Linked DNA regions of Gossypium arboreum: region 1 is linked to region 2. Evidence: chromatin contacts called from public Hi-C data. All regions are on one chromosome and are shown on one strand. The core of a region is the stretch at or near the end of the contact, and the rest is flanking DNA. Distances in the headings are between cores, read along the strand shown. Region 1 overlaps LOC108473675 (beta-galactosidase 1). Region 2 holds the start of LOC108470598.

Evidence for each region. A called contact is a pair of places that touch in the nucleus more often than the background predicts.
Region 1: a contact with region 2 is called in a Hi-C map of leaf, with 2.2 times the contacts expected there. The contact joins the enhancer-like site here to the promoter of LOC108470598 in region 2. A contact is called at or near these places in 2 of 5 Hi-C or Micro-C datasets (both in leaf).

What each region holds. Positions count from the first base shown.
Region 1 is chr10:6,711,917-6,714,708 of ASM2569848v2, forward strand. It overlaps LOC108473675 (beta-galactosidase 1), which reads right to left. Exons shown (of 19, transcript XM_017775376.2): 18 at 2,423-2,759; 19 at 1,779-2,342. The coding sequence ends at 2,232. Among protein-coding and RNA genes, the nearest start is that of LOC108473675, 6.9 kb to the right of the region's middle. Within about 2 kb of position 1,370, at least 1 of the 2 cell types and tissues checked has an H3K27ac peak or open chromatin away from gene starts, as enhancers often do. A contact at or near this core is called in leaf, where this site is marked.
Region 2 is chr10:6,669,122-6,671,821 of ASM2569848v2, forward strand. It overlaps LOC108470598, which reads right to left and starts at 1,276. Exons shown (of 6, transcript XM_053020598.1): 1 at 333-1,276. The coding sequence starts at 950.

The DNA of each region.
Region 1 (2,792 bases), core at 120-2,619, 43 kb after region 2:
CAACTGTTGGGGTTAAGATTCTCCAGACAGAACATGAAGACATTCCTAGCAATCAATACCGCCTCGAGGGCTAGTACGCGACCAACATCCAACCTCTGAAATTGCGCAACAGCCTCATCAGTGGTAAGACTCCTTTTATAAGGCGCACATGTCTTCACTAAGGGAAGACTACTTGGTTTGGAACCCAAAGTCCTCGCCAAGGATGCTACGGACTTGGATATAATTCCCTCGTTTTAGTCGAAGGTTCTTGCACTGATTTCATATGATCGTCTGCGCCTTCCGACAGTTGGAAAAGTAGTAGAACCCTGCTGACCCCCCACATCACTCCCCTTCAACTGGTACAGATGCTGGAAGATAGAGAGCATCGGTACTTCACGACGCTGACAGCTATCGAGAAAGTACACCATGGCTAGCCACTAGGAAAAACTGGATAGTTAACCAGGAGTGAAGCTGTAGTTTTAAGGAGGTTACATAAGAAAGAATGTAAGGGTAGGTGAAATCCCGCTTCTAGGATGTGCAACGGGAGAAGGAAACTATCTTTCATTGCCTCACACACACAGTGTGACCTCGAAGGGATGAAAAATTCATAGGCAAAGTAGGAGAGCTTTATTCCCCGTACAGTCAGAGCCCGTTCCATTTCATTCGGTGTGGTGATGCAGATATAGGGCTTCTTAGTTATAATGACTAGAACCAGACGGGCCACAACGATGTGGTTTTGGGCTTCTCTCATCCTCACCATGATTTGAATAAAAGGAAAACAGAAATAGAAACTAAGAAGTAGAAAAGATTTGTGAGAATTACCTCAATTCCACATTGCAGAAAATACCAAACAGTGAAGAAACCTAAACCCTTGAAGATCCCCTTTTTAAGAAAGGTTTCTTAAACTGTTTGGATGGCCAAAAATGAACTAACGACCCAGATACAAGTAAGAAGAAACGATTCATCTCTCAACAGTCATATGTGCGCATCCATTACCCGGGTGCACACATGGCAAGGCAGCTGTTATGCACGACGACTTGCGTCGTACCCAACAAGCTGTGTTCGAAATGGACCTAAGGCCCGCCACTTTATAACGTCCCTTAGGCCTACTAAGGAGGGACTGGATTGTTAGGATTTGGTAACCGTTAGCCCAAATGACCCAATAGGGCCCGGGTCTCTGACCCGAATAGACCCAACCCGGAAGAAGAATGTTCACCGTAAAGATAGTTTACTAGGGACTCCACTGGGATATTAGATGTTCGCAAAGATAGCTCGTAAGGAGAGCTCGCGTAAGCTTTGCAAGAACAGGGTCGCGTGCTATGTCCGTAGAAGGGATCACGAGCCCTACAAGGGACCCCCGCTCGTGACTAGTTGGTACGAGACTCCCTAGAGGTGTCAGTCCCAAGATAAAAAAAAACCGCGTGCTCCACAGACGCGTGTCCAATAAGGCAAGGGATGCCCAAGGAATGTCTGCACCAAAGACAAGGAATATCAACGTCATCGACCCCAAGACCAAGACAAGATAATGGACCCTACTGTGAGTTGTAACAATAGCAATAGGAACATGCATAAATACCCTTGCGTTTCACTTAATACGACACGAAAAAAAATATTACTCAACAATATTTATATTTGATGTACTTACAGTATGGTAAATTAGATTTGAACATATCATTATTTTTACCTCTTTGACATCAAGAATTAAAAAAAAAAATCAAAAGAATATCCTTTCCGGGTTTATACACATTATTTTTTATCATTTAATATACGCAGTATGAATAAAATTATCAGATCAGAGATCATGAAAGACATGATTTTATTATCTTCCAGAACAAAACAATGATAAGATTGCTTCCCAGATTGTTCAAATATATAAGACTACAAGACAATCCACTCATTTACTACCAGAAACCAGAGGCTTCCCTGCTTATCCTAAACAACAGAACACTTTGCGCATGGACTCGGTACTTTGTCTCAATGCGCAGCTTCTACGGATTTCCATTGCTTTTCCGGTTTTCTATATATCATGCAGGAATACGTATTTGTGTATATACATAGAGCTTATTCTGCAATCACTTCACAATCTAATAAGCTTTTTGCCAAGGGGCGTGTTGTATAATTGTACAACTTCACCCTGTAAAAGCCAAAATAAATGGTTGCGATCTTAATTTACTTGAAAGACAAGAATACGGAGTGACGGGTTGGATATAGAGAAAATGATTTGTTTCTTTCATATGTTTCTGATGTGTTCATCAGCTGCAAATGACCTCCACAGAGAGTTTCTTCATCACATTAGGACACGGGTCTCCTCCAAACATTTCGGGTGCTACAGTCACTGTGCAGAAGTTCTGTCCAACACAAAGCTGAAAGCACGAAAACATATGTCAATGTTCATGTAGCAATGAACCAAAAAGCAAAGCGTTAATGTAAGAAAGTATCATACCCTAGTAAAAGCATCATAAGAGTGGTGAGCGTGACAGCTTCCTTCGCGGTAGCTTCCACAGACTCCTCCTGGTGTTCCAAAACTGGCAAACTTAACTGCTGAGATTTTTTGCCCAGCATCGCACTCTAAATGCACTTTTGGCCTTAGGGGTTTGTTGACTTTACCAGAGGCTTTCATCAGGTAATTCATTAGGTTCGGTTGCCACTCGTAGATATCAGCACAGACACTGTCAGTTTCTCGGCGTACCAAAGTAATTCCATTCGGATCTCCACCCCATTCCTCAAACACAACCAACAAATTCCCTGTTGGGTTGAGCCATGAACGAGGAACGTGGTACCTATATTAAGTTAGTAACCATAAGTCAGTCTAT
Region 2 (2,700 bases), core at 26-2,525:
ATATAACACAAGTTCATAAAATTACAAATGGGATAGTCTTACCTCCTAAGCAAAGAAAACAAATATTTAAACTTTAAAATATTGATTGAAATGAGAAAAGACCTGACCAAATTATTCTCCAGATAGCTTAATGATAGTTAGAGAACTAAAAAAGCATTAATTAAAATATGAAGCAACAATGAGACTTGCTTTAGTATCAAGATATGCCATATATTTAAGCAACAAACTACACAAGATTTGATTATTACTAGCTAAAAAGAACAGCAATGAAAAACATCAAAACTTTAAAAAAAAATTAAGGTGATAATAAGAAGGCAAAAAAAAGAAGATACCTGAGCTAATGTTAATCCTTTGTTTTGATGACACTTAACAAGCTGGTCATAATGTTGCTTAATCTTCCTCTGCGTAGCACTACCTGTTGATGTAAATGGATACAAGCAAACCAGCTCCGGTTTGATCCGACAACCCGGATCCCCCCGACCCGATTCTTCCTTTTTCTTATTCTCCTGCTCTGAACAACTACACCTTCCGTCACCATTTTCTTCTTCACTTTTGGAATCCAATCTCTTCTTCTTCCCTCTTCTCTTCTTCTTCTTCGTCCTCTGATCCTCACCACCTGATTCACACCGCTCCCTATCTCGATCCGACCCGACCCGACTGGCATCCCCTTTTTGTTGGTTCTCCCCGGTAAACAAACCAGCCCATTTTGCAGAATCGGAAGGCATAATCTGTAAAAGAAGAGTATGGGGCAAATGAGTAGAGTCGTTTCCCCGGGTTTGTGCCCTCGTATCAACAATATCGGGAAAACAGCAGTTCAAAAGGGCAGAATCATTCTGGGGGTTGCCTTCTTCTTGTAGTTGTTGGTGTTTATGGAGTTTTTTATAGTGAAAAGAAAAGAATAAGAATAAGAAAGAGAGGACGAAAGAAAGGAGAAAGAAGAAGAAAAACATTTGGAAAGGATAGGAGCAAAGCAAAGTAAAAATATGGAAGGCAAAGAAAGGAAAAGGAATGTTATATATAAACTCTTTTTTTTTTTTTGTCTGTTTAAAAGATAAAAAGGAAAACTATGGCAGAAGAAGAAGAAGAAGAAGAAGAAGAAGAATTGAAGGTTTAGCCGCCATTAAAACGCGTCATCACGACAAAACAATATACAGAGCGAGAGAGGGATAAAATGTTTTGATGTTTGGTTACAAAGAGGTTTATGTTCCTTCCTAGTACTAATGCACAAATGAAAATTGTTTCTCAATTCTGATTTCTTATCATATCTATATAATTCACTACTTATCTTTTCATTTTATAATAAGATTTAAATCAATGTTTGTCTCAATATAATTATTTTATAATTTTTTTCACTTACACAATTGATTAAGCCTTGTCACATTCGATAAATTTAGTTCAGTTGTGAAATTATTAAAATATTATTTTTATAAAATAACAATGTTATTTTTATAACTTTATATATGAATTTTAAACTTAAAATATTATAATTTTAATATCTTAATTTTACCCTTTAAACCAATTTTAAAATATGTAAATATGAACCTAACGCACCACAATAATATCTAAGTTTTATTATAGTTTTTTACTCATTTAATATTTAGTTACATTAATGTCACCCATCAACAAAGTTTCGATTTAATTGTAAAATCACTAACAATTCATTCCTTTTACAAAGTAAGAAATATTACAATAAAAATATTTTTATCTTTTTATCTTTTATGTAATATGTAGAAAAAATAAACATGTAATAAGATTTCAACTTAAACGTCTTAGTTATATTTTTTCACTCATGTGCCATAAATTGATATATATGTGTGTGATATATTTGCTTATTTATTTTTTATATTAATGTTCAATTATTTTCTTGCCGAAAATAATCATATTTTTACTTGCATCAAGGGATTAATGGCAATGGGAATTAAAGCATTGATCAAAGGGCAGAATAAATGTAGTTGCCATCTTATGATATCATAATTTGTATCCTCGTAATTAATTATTTTTTAAATAGTTATGCTTTTTTCTTTTTGTGTTATTTTTTATTCTTGTTTATTCTACAATATTCATAGTAAAGTAAATTAAGTTGGGAATCTTCTTACTCAACATAAAAACCCTGCATGCATTGTTCAACAGATTGAAGAGAAAAATAGAAAATTGTAAAAGTTCGTGGGATAGTATTTACCAATGTCTTGTTAGCAAAGAGAATCCAAAAGGAGGTAGGTAGGGTCCTAGCCCCTAGATATTATTTTGATTTTTTTTTTTTTTTAATTTTGGATGCCAAAGGGCAAGGGTGAATCCAAAACGAGCAAGCAAGGCCTTAGCCCCCTTGGATATTATTTTGAATTTGTATTTTTTTTTATGCCAATGTACAGAAGGCAAATCTAAAATAGGCAAGTAAGGGCTACCCTTGGATAAAGTGGATTTATTGTAATTTTGCGTTTTCATATTGTTTTTTAATCCATTTTTCATGAAATTTTCAAGTTCCTCCATTTATTTTCTTATTCCACCTCTACACCAAATTTTCATTGCTTTGCTCCTACTCATTGACATCTAAAGTTTTAAAAAAAAATTAAAAAAATCTTCTTCTTTTTTTACTTGAGTAAAACAATCACATTACGGGGATTGTTGGTAATGGGAATTAAATTGGTTGATCTCAAGGTAGAATCATGCGGTGGTCAACATGTGAGGTCATAATTTATATTC